Regions from separate parts of the Ovis aries genome. Here region 1 is linked to region 2. Evidence: chromatin contacts called from public Hi-C data. All regions are on one chromosome and are shown on one strand. Each heading gives the region's core, a stretch centred on a gene start, on an enhancer-like site or on the middle of the called end of the contact. The rest is flanking DNA. Distances are from core to core; before and after follow the strand shown. Region 1 overlaps GOLIM4 (golgi integral membrane protein 4). Region 2 overlaps LOC132658461 (a long non-coding RNA gene).

What was found. Hi-C and Micro-C count contacts between places; a contact is called where the count stands out from the background.
Region 1: a contact with region 2 is called in a Hi-C map of liver, with 5 times the contacts expected there. The contact joins two enhancer-like sites. A contact is called at or near these places in 14 of 16 Hi-C or Micro-C datasets (blood, hypothalamus, liver and 7 more).

The regions. Positions count from the first base shown.
Region 1 is chr1:220,044,703-220,050,114 of ARS-UI_Ramb_v3.0, reverse strand. It overlaps GOLIM4 (golgi integral membrane protein 4), which reads right to left. Exons shown (of 15, transcript XM_042234859.1): 2 at 2,327-2,401; 3 at 1,087-1,136. Among named protein-coding and RNA genes, the nearest start is that of GOLIM4, 48 kb to the right of the region's middle. Within about 2 kb of position 3,889, at least 3 of the 54 cell types and tissues checked have an H3K27ac peak or open chromatin away from gene starts, as enhancers often do. A contact at or near this core is called in liver, where this site is marked.
Region 2 is chr1:219,944,251-219,949,659 of ARS-UI_Ramb_v3.0, reverse strand. All of the region lies in intron 2 of LOC132658461 (a long non-coding RNA gene), which reads left to right. Among named protein-coding and RNA genes, the nearest start is that of GOLIM4, 53 kb to the left of the region's middle. Within about 2 kb of position 2,894, at least 3 of the 54 cell types and tissues checked have an H3K27ac peak or open chromatin away from gene starts, as enhancers often do. A contact at or near this core is called in liver, where this site is marked.

The DNA.
Region 1 (5,412 bases), core at 2,640-5,139, 99 kb before region 2:
AGCTCACAGAGAGAAACAGAAAGGCTAAAGGAACAGGCCTAGGGCAAACGTCTCCTTTAGTAGCAGAGCCAGGACAGAACCCTGAGCCTTAGTGTCCAGCTGAACTCCGTGCTCCAGCAGTGTGTTCTTACGTACCAGTGGAGCATCTTCACATTTGGAGCTCACACATGTCCAGTCCTGGGCAGCCACAGCGGGTCAGTGTACAAACCACACCTGCCAGTTTTCTCTCCCCAGGCTGCTGTGTTTTTCCATCTTACGTGCCCCACCTCTTACTTTACACCATCGGCAGTATAAGCACAGCTTCATTTATTTCTTTCATGTTCTTGCAACTTCTAAAATGGACCGCATTTTTGCTTTAACACTTTTTTTTAATCATCACTTTACCACTTTAATTTGTAACATATTACATTACAAAATGCACAACAGAACACACATGATTTTGACTAGGTCTTAAAAATGCAAGTAAGAGTGAAAAGCCAGTAACCTCGTAGTTAGTCAAGGAACTGACTCTTCTCAGTTCTAATACCCCACAACACCAATGCTTTTGTCAACCAATACTTACACGTTTTTCTTACAGTAAGAGAAAAAAGTGTTTTTCCCTAGTTAATTTGGACTTAAAAACTTTTTTAAAATGTCGATATCATTTATTTATCCATTCATTTTACGGATGTTTTTGAACATTTGAACATGTGAACTCTAGGCCAGGTACTGTGTTAGACATTACACAGTAATGTCTCTGCAAGTGACAGTAACATTGTGCAAAGGCAAATCAAACTAAACATCACATTCTATAGAAAAGAGATTCTGCGGATGCATAAATAAATCAATCTCTTTATCGTGGAACATTAAGGATATTTTCAATTTATCACTATCGCCAATAATGCGATTAAGCAAAGGAAGGTAGGTTTTAAAGGAACAATTTTTAAAGTCTTCCTCTCAGAATTTTGGGGGAAGGAAGGAAGGAAAGGATGGAGGGAGATGTATTTCAGTCCTAATGATCAACAGAGTAAAATGTCTGGAGACTTTATTTCCCCCTCTGTCAAGTTTTGTGAAATAAAAAACTAAGGGAGGAAAAAAACAACTTACCCTTCCCTTATTTAGTGTTTCTTGTGCTTCTAATTTATAAACCAGAAAATCTAGAAAATACAAAATGGAGAACATAATTACATTAATTAACTCTATTAGTATAAGTTAATTCATTGTGGCATTTTTAAACATCTAAAAAAACAAGGGCACATTTTACTCAGACCTAAACAATCTACTTGATGATACACTTTATTTTGCCTTTTAATGCTTGAAAAGTTTTCCTCCATACCTTAAAGTTGTGAATCTTGTATCAACAAAATACACACTATAGCCAACTGACTAAAAGTGCACTTAAAGTGTGGACTTGGTGATGAACTCGCCTTGAAATGAAGGAGAAAAAAAACAAAACCATGCAGTGAACTTAAGGACAGAGATGATTTATGCCAGCCACTAGATGGCACCCTAAAATCATTCAGGACCTGAAAAGGAACGCAGGCCATGGAAACCATTTAACGCTCTTAAAGCTTTATTATCCACTAGATGGCTCTACAAAATCACTCTGCATTTGAAGACAAGCAAAATCCAAACCCTATCAGAGCATTTTAATAATCTTAAAACTTCTCAGTAAAACATTCCAGCTCACACTGTCCTCCTCTGTTCTCCCTCCTTCTACCCCACACCAAAGTAATCAGACAAAACACCACTTCAATCTAATATTTAACCAAAAAGTTGAAAATGAAAATAAGAATGCAGGTAACTTCAAATCACAAGCTATACAAAGTCCATGCTTTTTAGAAAAATTCTGATAAAAATCAACAGCATTGATTTTTATTTAACACCTGTGCTAAATGTTAACTTTTCAAAACAAACCAATCGGCTATGCCAATAAAGTCTTTAGCACAAGAGAAAAACAGGTCTGTAACTTAAAAGATGTCATGCAATGAGATCGAAATCGATTATGCTATAAATGCGTATATACATATATATATGTATATTCTGGACCGCATGGTATTACTTTCCCATATGTCTGTTAACAGATGTTAATAACATATACAGTATTCAAATGAAAAACTGTGTGCTATTTCTGGTATATGAATGACCTCAAAGAGGCACAAACTAAATGAAAAATTCTAAATCCAATCTTGAGCAGGAATTATTTTGTTGCACGATGTATAGCATATTGCTTGACTGACTTTGGGTGATTTGAAAAATTTCTAAGCAAGAAAACAGTAAAGCAAGTACAATGTACTTCAAAGAAGAGCATAAAAAATGTAAAACACGAATGATATTATTTACTTACCTTCCTTTGCTTTCTTATGCTCAAGTCTTTCCTTTTGCAAGGATTTCTCCAATCTTGATCTGTGTTCATACACAACTGGAAAAAAAAAAGTTGAAAACTTTTCTTCAATAAATCAGAAATTCTAAAGTAAAATCAACATCAATTTTCAAAACAGGAAGAAGATAGTTTAGGGTCCTTTCACTATTAAAATGAAAATACGCGCCTTTAATCTGCGTGAAAGATGAAAACAATAATAGGCGTAATGCTCAACTGACTCCTATATGGTCTGCCCCTCTGTAGAAACAACACTGTGGAAGAGGCTTCCACCTTCTTGGACAGTTCCTTGTTCTCCTGCTTCTGGAATGCGAGTCTCTGTGGGGTTCCCTGTCTCCCGCTGGATGAGCATGTCCACTCTCCACACTTCAGCCACCATCTGCACAGCATTTACCCCCATCTGTGTGTCCAGCTCCCACCTCACTTTCAGGCACTAGGAGAGTATTTACACCCAGAGATCCCATAAGTGCTCCCAAGTCAACATGAGCTGACAGTGAATTAGAGCTGCCTGACACAGGTTCCACCCCTGACTTGGGAAGATCACCTAGAGTAGGAAATGGCACCCACTCCAGTATTCTTGTCTGGAAAATTCCAGGGACAGAGGAGCCTGGCGGGCCACAGACCACCGTGTCACTGAGTTGGACAGGACTGAGCACAGCACAGCAGCGGAACGAGCTGAGCAAGGGTGGATGTGGAAAGCTCAGCAGCATACCAAGGTTTGCTGAAAAAGGAGGTGTATTCCCCATGTCAGAGAAAATGCAGGCGAGAGGGCCACAGAGACGAAGGAGGGAGACTGTCCCCACTGAAGAGCCTATAACCTGTGCCATGCCTGCATGTTCAGCTGTGTCTGACTCTGCGACCCCGTGGACTGTAGTCTGCCAGGCTCCTCTGTCCATGGAATTTTTCAGGCAAGAAAACTGGAGTGGGTTGCCATTTCCTACTCCAGGGGATCTTCCTGACCTGGGCTCAAACTTGCATCTCTGGCTGGGCAGGCGGATTCTTCACCGTTGAGCCACCTGGGAAGCCCACAGGATTGAGATCTGCCATGGCAGGAAACCCAAGGCAAGCTGATGTCGTGCCACAGGACCTTCCTGCACTTTACCAAGCCCACCTCCCCAGTCTATCCTGAAGAAGTGGGAGTTGCCTGGTGAGGGGAGGAAGGAGTGCTGATGATTTAGGGGGAAAACAGAGGGAAGCCCCTGGGTACTTCCTCCCTCACTACAGGCTTCACATCTCCAGGAAATAGGAGCTGCAAGAGAAGTTTTATCTTTAATTAAAAAAAAAAAAAGTATTATTATACTGGACTAGGCCAGATATTACTAAACCAAGACTGTATTTATGGATAAAAGTTATTGAGAAAAAAAAATATATTTTTAATCTGAGAGAAGGTGATACAAAGTAGTGAAGTCTGTCTTAGATTTCATGCAGGGACAGAAAACTCAAGCCCACAGAGTAGTGGTTGGAACAGGGGAGAGAAGGAGAGGATAAACCAAGTTTCTGATGTGCCCTTTAATCCTGTTTGCTCAGCATTATGGTCACAGATGATCTCACTCCCTGGCAAGCTCAGCCAAGCTTGCCACTGGGTTCTTTTTACCACCTCCAGCTCTTCACAGCTACCTAAGATACAATTCAATTGTCAACCACTGACTGACCCTTCGTGTGTCAGTTCAGTTCAGTCAGTCATGTCCAACTCTTTGTGATCCCATGAACCACAGCATGCCAGGCTTCCCTGTCCATCTCCAATCCAGGAGTTTATCCAAACTCATGTCCGTCGAGTCGATGATGCCATCCAACCATCTCATCCTCTGTCTTCCCCTTCTCCTCCTGCCTTCAATCTTTCCCAGCATCAGGGTCTTTTCCAAGGAGTCAGTTCTTCACATCATGTGGCCAAAGTATTGGAGCTTCAGCTTCAGTCTGTTCAATGAATATTCAGGACTGATTTCCTTTAGGATTGACTGGTTTGACCTCCTTGTAGTCCAAAGGACTCTCAAGAGTCTTCTCCAACACCACAGTTCAAAAGCATCAATTCTTTGGTGCTCAGTTTTCTTTATAGTCCAACTCTCACATCCATACACGACTACTGGAAAAACCATAGCTTTAACTAGATGGACCTTTGTTGGCAAAGTGTGTACAACTGCCCCAAACTGCTGGCCACTCAAAAGTTGCCACGGTCACAGCAATCCCCTCCCTGACCCTCTTCCCCACCTTTCCCCACTGCCTGTCCCCCACCCCCTGCCAGGTACCAGCTATGGGTGTCCTTCTTCCAATATGGCCATCATCTCCAAGGTCCTTCTCCTTCTCCCAACGCTGCATCTCTCATCTTGCCTCCCATGTACAGCTGCTACTGCCAGGGCTCCATCTGTGACTCCCACAGCCCCTACTCCTCTGCTCACACCTCTGCTTACTTCTCAGTCCACGACTGCTAAAATGCCTGCCACCACCCAGACTGGCCTGGTGTTGTCTCCTTTGGCCTGCCCCAAACTCATCTTCCCTCTCGTCTCAGCCTCCCAACAGTCATCCAAATAACGACCTGCCCCATTTCCTTTCTCCACTTTGGTCCCTATTTTCTTTACAGATGATCCTTCAATCTCCTCCAATGCTGTTAGTATAAAGGGATCTCATCCAACTCCACTTTACCCAGCACCGTGATATGAGTAGAAATGCAACGTGAATAGACATGGGCCTTGGCCTCAAGAAGCTCTAGTCTAACAAGGGAGATATATTCAGTAATTTTAAATAATCAGAACTAACTGCATTTGGCATAATAAAAGCATATTTAAGCCCAGTGAAAGAGAAGGGTGAGCTCTGGAAGGAAGGGGAGTGAGGGAAGACTCCTGGCTGGTTTTGAGAGTGAAGAACAATTAGGTAGGTGGCGGGGCCACAGGAGAAAGGCATTCCTGGAAGACACCACAGGGACAAAGGTGCAGAGGTGATGAGACTGGACCAAAGGTGGTTGTTTTCCAAAAAGCTGGTTCCAAGTCCACTGCTGAGAAATTACATTGCTTTTCAAACATATAGGTGTATAGTATATACGTTTCTTGGCCAATTTCTAA
Region 2 (5,409 bases), core at 1,645-4,144:
GTGGAACACAAAGTTTGTGGAGGAGTGAAGGGGTGGGGCCTTGGAAAGCTGGGCGAAAGCTAACGAGGGCACCAGCATGGCGACGCTGGAAAACCTAAGCTGAGGGCAGTAAGACTGAACCAGGGTCCATGATGGGATGTAGGTGACCTTCAGTGGAGTCCTAGGAACTGAAGAAAACCACGCTGTGTCAGTGCTGAGCCCCAGGAACAGACAGAAGGGGCTGAATGTGCACTCACATGGGCTGAAGTCTGGGAGCACAGGCTCTGGGGGCTGACCTCATGGCCTCTTTTTCTGCGACCCAGCTCCAAAACCGGAGAAGGAGGAGAAGCAGGATAATACAACCTGGGCCCCTCTTTCTGTTCATGTCACTGTACTCCTCACATCGAACCCCCTGTTCTCCCCTTAACGACCCGCCTAGCCAATCCCACTAACAATACTCAAAGAAGAAAGCTGTGAGCTCACTTATGGAGGAGGATTCATATTGAATTCTACTCTGGGGTGCCTTTTTATTAGTTTGTTCTACTGGGTTAAAATACATTTTTTAAAATATCTTATCTTATTATTTTTGGAGGGGTTGGAAAGACTTGCGCCTGTCTATCTAGAAAAAAAAAAGAAAAAAAACGCCCAAAGAGAGAAGATGAAGATTCTGGAGAGAAACAAGCTCTGGAGAGGTGAGACGTGTTGGACACAGAGCAGTAGTGAAGACAAGGAGAGCCCTTTCTGCTAGGTAGGAGGTCAGGCAAGAGAGACACCGAGGGGCAAAGTCAGGCATTTGACTTCCTGTCCACTGGCCCCGGGTTATCCAGTTACCCAGACTCATCTGGGGCCTGGGTTCATGACTGAACTAAGGCACGATGGCTAAATTCAGGAAGCAGATTCTGGAGCAGTCAGTTATGTGAGTCAGTTTTCAGAAGAGAGTTTTATTTGGTTCACTGTTGAAGAAGAAGCTTTATTAACCTTCGGTGGCTGAGGTCCTGAGAGGGCAGATGAAAGCCAGGGTTAACTTTTTAAAAATTTTTATTGGGGAATATCCCATGGACAGAGGAGCCGGGCAGGCTACAGTCCATGGAGCCGCAGAGAGTTGGACAAGACTGAACAACCAACACATACACATACATGGTTGATTGACAGTGTTGTGTAGTTTTAGGTTATACAGCAAAGTGAAATCAGTTATACACATACATATATCCACTCTTTTTTATATTATTTTCATTTATAGGCCATTACAGAGTATTGAGTAGAGCGGGTCCTTATTAGTTATCTATTTTATGTATCTGCATGCATCCTCAGTTGCTACAGTCATATCCAATTCTGTGTGACCCAATGGACTCTAGCCCACCAGGCTCCTCTGTCCATGGGATTCTTCAGGCAAGAATACTGGAGTGGGTTGCCATGCCCTCCTCCAGGGGATCTTCCCAACCCAGAGACCTAGCAGCCATCTTCTGCACTGCTGATTCTATACTGCTGAACCACCAGGGAAGCCCATTTTATATATAGTAATGTGTTTATGTCAGTCCCAATCTTCTAATTTATCCCCCCTTTTATCTCCAAATAAACATATTTATTTTCTATATCCATAACTCTGTTTCTTTTTGCAAATAAGTTCATTAAGCAAGGGCTATTTTAATGCAGGTTATTGTTTTCATGAAGAAAGAGGCTAGGCCATCCCCAGGAAGTGAGGTGTGGGCCTTGAGGAAAGGAAGAAAGTTAATGAGGAAGAAGGCACAGCTACGTCTAAGGCTAATGAAGGACTGTTGAAAAGTGTGGAGGACCTGGCTGGGGATAGCGAGAAGAGTAGTTAGTGCTGTTATTTATCTGATTTCCTTCAGTGTTCAGTAGCTTAATGGAGCTTCCCTGGTGGCTCAGATGGTAAAGAATCTGCCTGCAATACAAGAGACCCAGGTTCAGTCACTGGGTAGGGAAGATCTCCTGGAGAAGCGAATGGCTACCCACTCCTGTATTCTTGCCTGGAGAATTCCATGGAAAGAGAAGCCTGGCAGACTACAGTCCATGGGATCCCAAAGAGTTGGACATGACTGAGCGACTAACACTTTCACTTTTCACTTAGTAGCTTAAATAGAAGAATGTAAAAAGCAGACAGCCAGCTTAATACAGGGATAAAATAATGTCCAAAAAGAAAAGAAAGGTACTAGTTTAAAGATTCCCAGAAAGATTTGATAGAGGAAGGGCATTTAGAATTCCCAGTCTGAACAGGAGAACTCAGGTGGTTGGAGAAGCAGAAAACCCCTGTTCTGTTAAAGGTTATTGAGGCTGGTGTGGCCTGGGGGAAATCTTTGTTACACATTTGTAAGGCAGCCTACAATCACATAAGCATTTTTGGCAACCACATCACAACTTGGGCTTATGTTGAATTCACTGTCGACCAAAAATCCCTAAATCTTTCACACGTGCTGCTCTTAAATCCTGTTTCCGCCATGTTGTACTTGTAAAATTAATTACTGTTTGGGGCCTAAATGTAGGGCTTTACATTTATGGTTATTAAATTTCATCTTGTTAGGTTTAGGCCATTGCGCCAACTCTTAGAGAATATTGGGTATCTTGACTCAGGTTTTCACACATTTCCCCCATAACTTTCAATGAGACAGAATCCAGAGGAATTCCTTACGCACATTCAAAAGTGACAGATTTACCCTATGTCTTATTTTTTAGTTCACATCTTTGTTTTGTCTAAAAGGAACTTGGTCATATTTCTTTCTAACATCATAATTTGCCAAAGTGTTCTGGTTAGGATGTTTGTGCCTGCAAGGGTGGAACTCTGAATCAGCCTGGAATAAACAATAAGGACATTTATTTGTGCACAGAGGTAGGGAGGGCTCCAGGCACAGCACAACCAAGGCTCAGACTGTTCTGCTGTTTAGAGTTTACCTTCTCCGTGTCTTGTCCCCAGGCCAGTTTCCTTTGTGGATATAAGCTGGCTGCCAACAGCCATGGGGATAGCGTGCTTCCTTGTCTGTGTCCAAGAAAGAGGGTGGGAAGGGGAGAAAGTGTGAATAGAAGACTATTCTTTCAGTTTGACTAGGACAACCTCCTATATCACTTTTACAGTGAGGATGTGGGACTTTCAGTGCTAAAACCAGGAAAGTCCTGGGCAAGCAGGGACCGTTGGTCACCCTGGCACCTACACCTAGACCAGTGACCTCTGCCAGGATGAAACCTGACTTTGACTGGCTTAACCCAGTCAAAGCCCTTGGCAAAGGGCTTCCCTTGTGGCTCCTTGGTAAAGAATCCACCTACAGTGCGGGAGACCCGAGTTCAATCCCTGAGTAGGGAAGATCCCCCTAGAGAAGGAAATAGCAACCCACTCCAGTATTCCTGCCTGGAGAATCCCATGGATAGAGGAGCCTGGTGAGCTACAGTCCATGGGGTCGCCAGAAGTCAGATACAACTTAGGGACCAAACCATCACCAGAACTGGCAAAGGGATGGGAACACATGGTTGGTTTGCAGACATGTTTCTGAAGTGTGACTCTGGTCTATCGGATTCCACTGGATGCAGATTCCTTGGCACCAAACTCACTGATTCAGAATCTCTCAGCGTGGAAATAGGAAATTGAATTTTTATCAAGCACTGCAGACAGTGCCCTACACAGCAATGCTTAGAGAAACACTGGTTTAGACTTGATAGTACTCACTCCTGAAGCTTGGGTCAACACCCAAAATGGCAAGGCTGCTATACAATGGCCGGGGCTGGGGAGGATACTGGGGAGTCACAGTTCCTTGGTTTTCTTGTCAAGTAATCCTGTCTTCTAGAAGGGAAGGAAGATGCTTTGGGATTCCTTGTTCTTCACGAAATCATACTTCTTCCTGGTAATACCCAAGGGCATTAGTAAGACTCCCTTCAGTAAGTGTTCACAAACCATGCTTGAGAATCATTCTTGCTTTTTTTCTTGGAATCAGTATAAAACTCTTAAGTAGCCAGCTTGCATAATCCATGACCTTAAAAAAATTTTTTTTGATAGAATAGTATTTCCTTGTATTTAGTTCCTATGGAAGTAGCATACATTTGAAGTTAAGTGGAATATATAAGAGATTGAGCTCTGGTCAGGAAAAGAAGCAGAGAATCTAAGCTTTTCATTTGCATATATTGATTTTGCATATATTTCTTAACTTCCTGAAGCTTATTATCTGCAAAATAAAATAAATATAGAACTTACCTCACTGGGCTGTTGAATTAAATGAGACAATGTTTATAAAGTTTGAGCACAGTGCTTGTCTCAAGTGGTCAGTAAATTTTGATAATTAATATCCTGCCTTTTCATTCTTTCATTATTTGAGATATTCTGAGGACTAAATAAGGCCAGGCACAGAGCTTGTCACTAAAGATCACAAAAATGAGGATCAGTCCCTGCTAGCAGGGAATTCACAGTATAGGCATTATAATGTAATGACACTGTAGTAGATTTATGTACTGGATATCAGGAGAAAACAGAGGAAGGAATGCTCAATTTAGAGGATGACCTGGGTCTTAAAGAATGATCAAGAATATTCTGGATGAATATGGGAAAAGGAGGAGAGAGGAATTCCAGACAAAGGATATAGCATGAACATTAATAAAAGCAGAGAACATGAAAGAGTAGAGCCCCTTTGTGAATGTAAGTGATTTTGAAAGCTGAAATGCAGCCTTCATGGGACTTCCCTGGTGGTCCAGTGGCTAAGACTCCACACTCGCAAAGCAGAAGGCCCAGGTTCGATCCCTGGTCAAGGAACTAGATCCCACATGCCACAACTAAACATCTCAAAAGCTGCAACTAAGACCCTGTGCGGCCAAATAAATAAAAAGAAAAGCGGCGTTCTTGTCAGGAGCAGTGGTAGATGATGCATAGGAGGAAAGCGCTGATTCAGGGCTTTGGGCTTCTGTTCTACAGATGGAACAGAGTTTTAAACAAAGGAGTTAGTCATGTGGTTACCCTTGCGTTTTAGAAAAATCAGTCTAGGGACAGTGGATGAGGAGGTGGAGGATGGTGAGACAGGGAAATTTCAGAGCTTGCAACATTACTCCTAGTGAGAGTTGATAAATGTTAAAACAAGAGAAAGGTATTAGGAACAGAGTGGAAGGATGCGAACAAGAAAGGTAGGGTAGATACAAATGACAGGACTGAGTGACTGATTAGGCATCAGGTGGGGAAAAGGAAGATTTGAGGACAATTCCTGTTTCTGTCTTGCTGAATGGTGATGTCATTGTCTAGACAGGACTACAGGGGGCGCTGCTGGTGGTGAAAGAGTCAAGCTTTGAACCTATTGAATTTTAGTTCCACGGGAGACCTCCAGGTGGAGGTGCGCTAGATTGTCTGTGTCTGGGGAGTACGTTCTGGGCTGGAGAGATGGCTGGGGAATCAGCAGGGAATGATCTTCAGGCACTGGTATCTGTGGGTGACAAAAATTGCCTGAT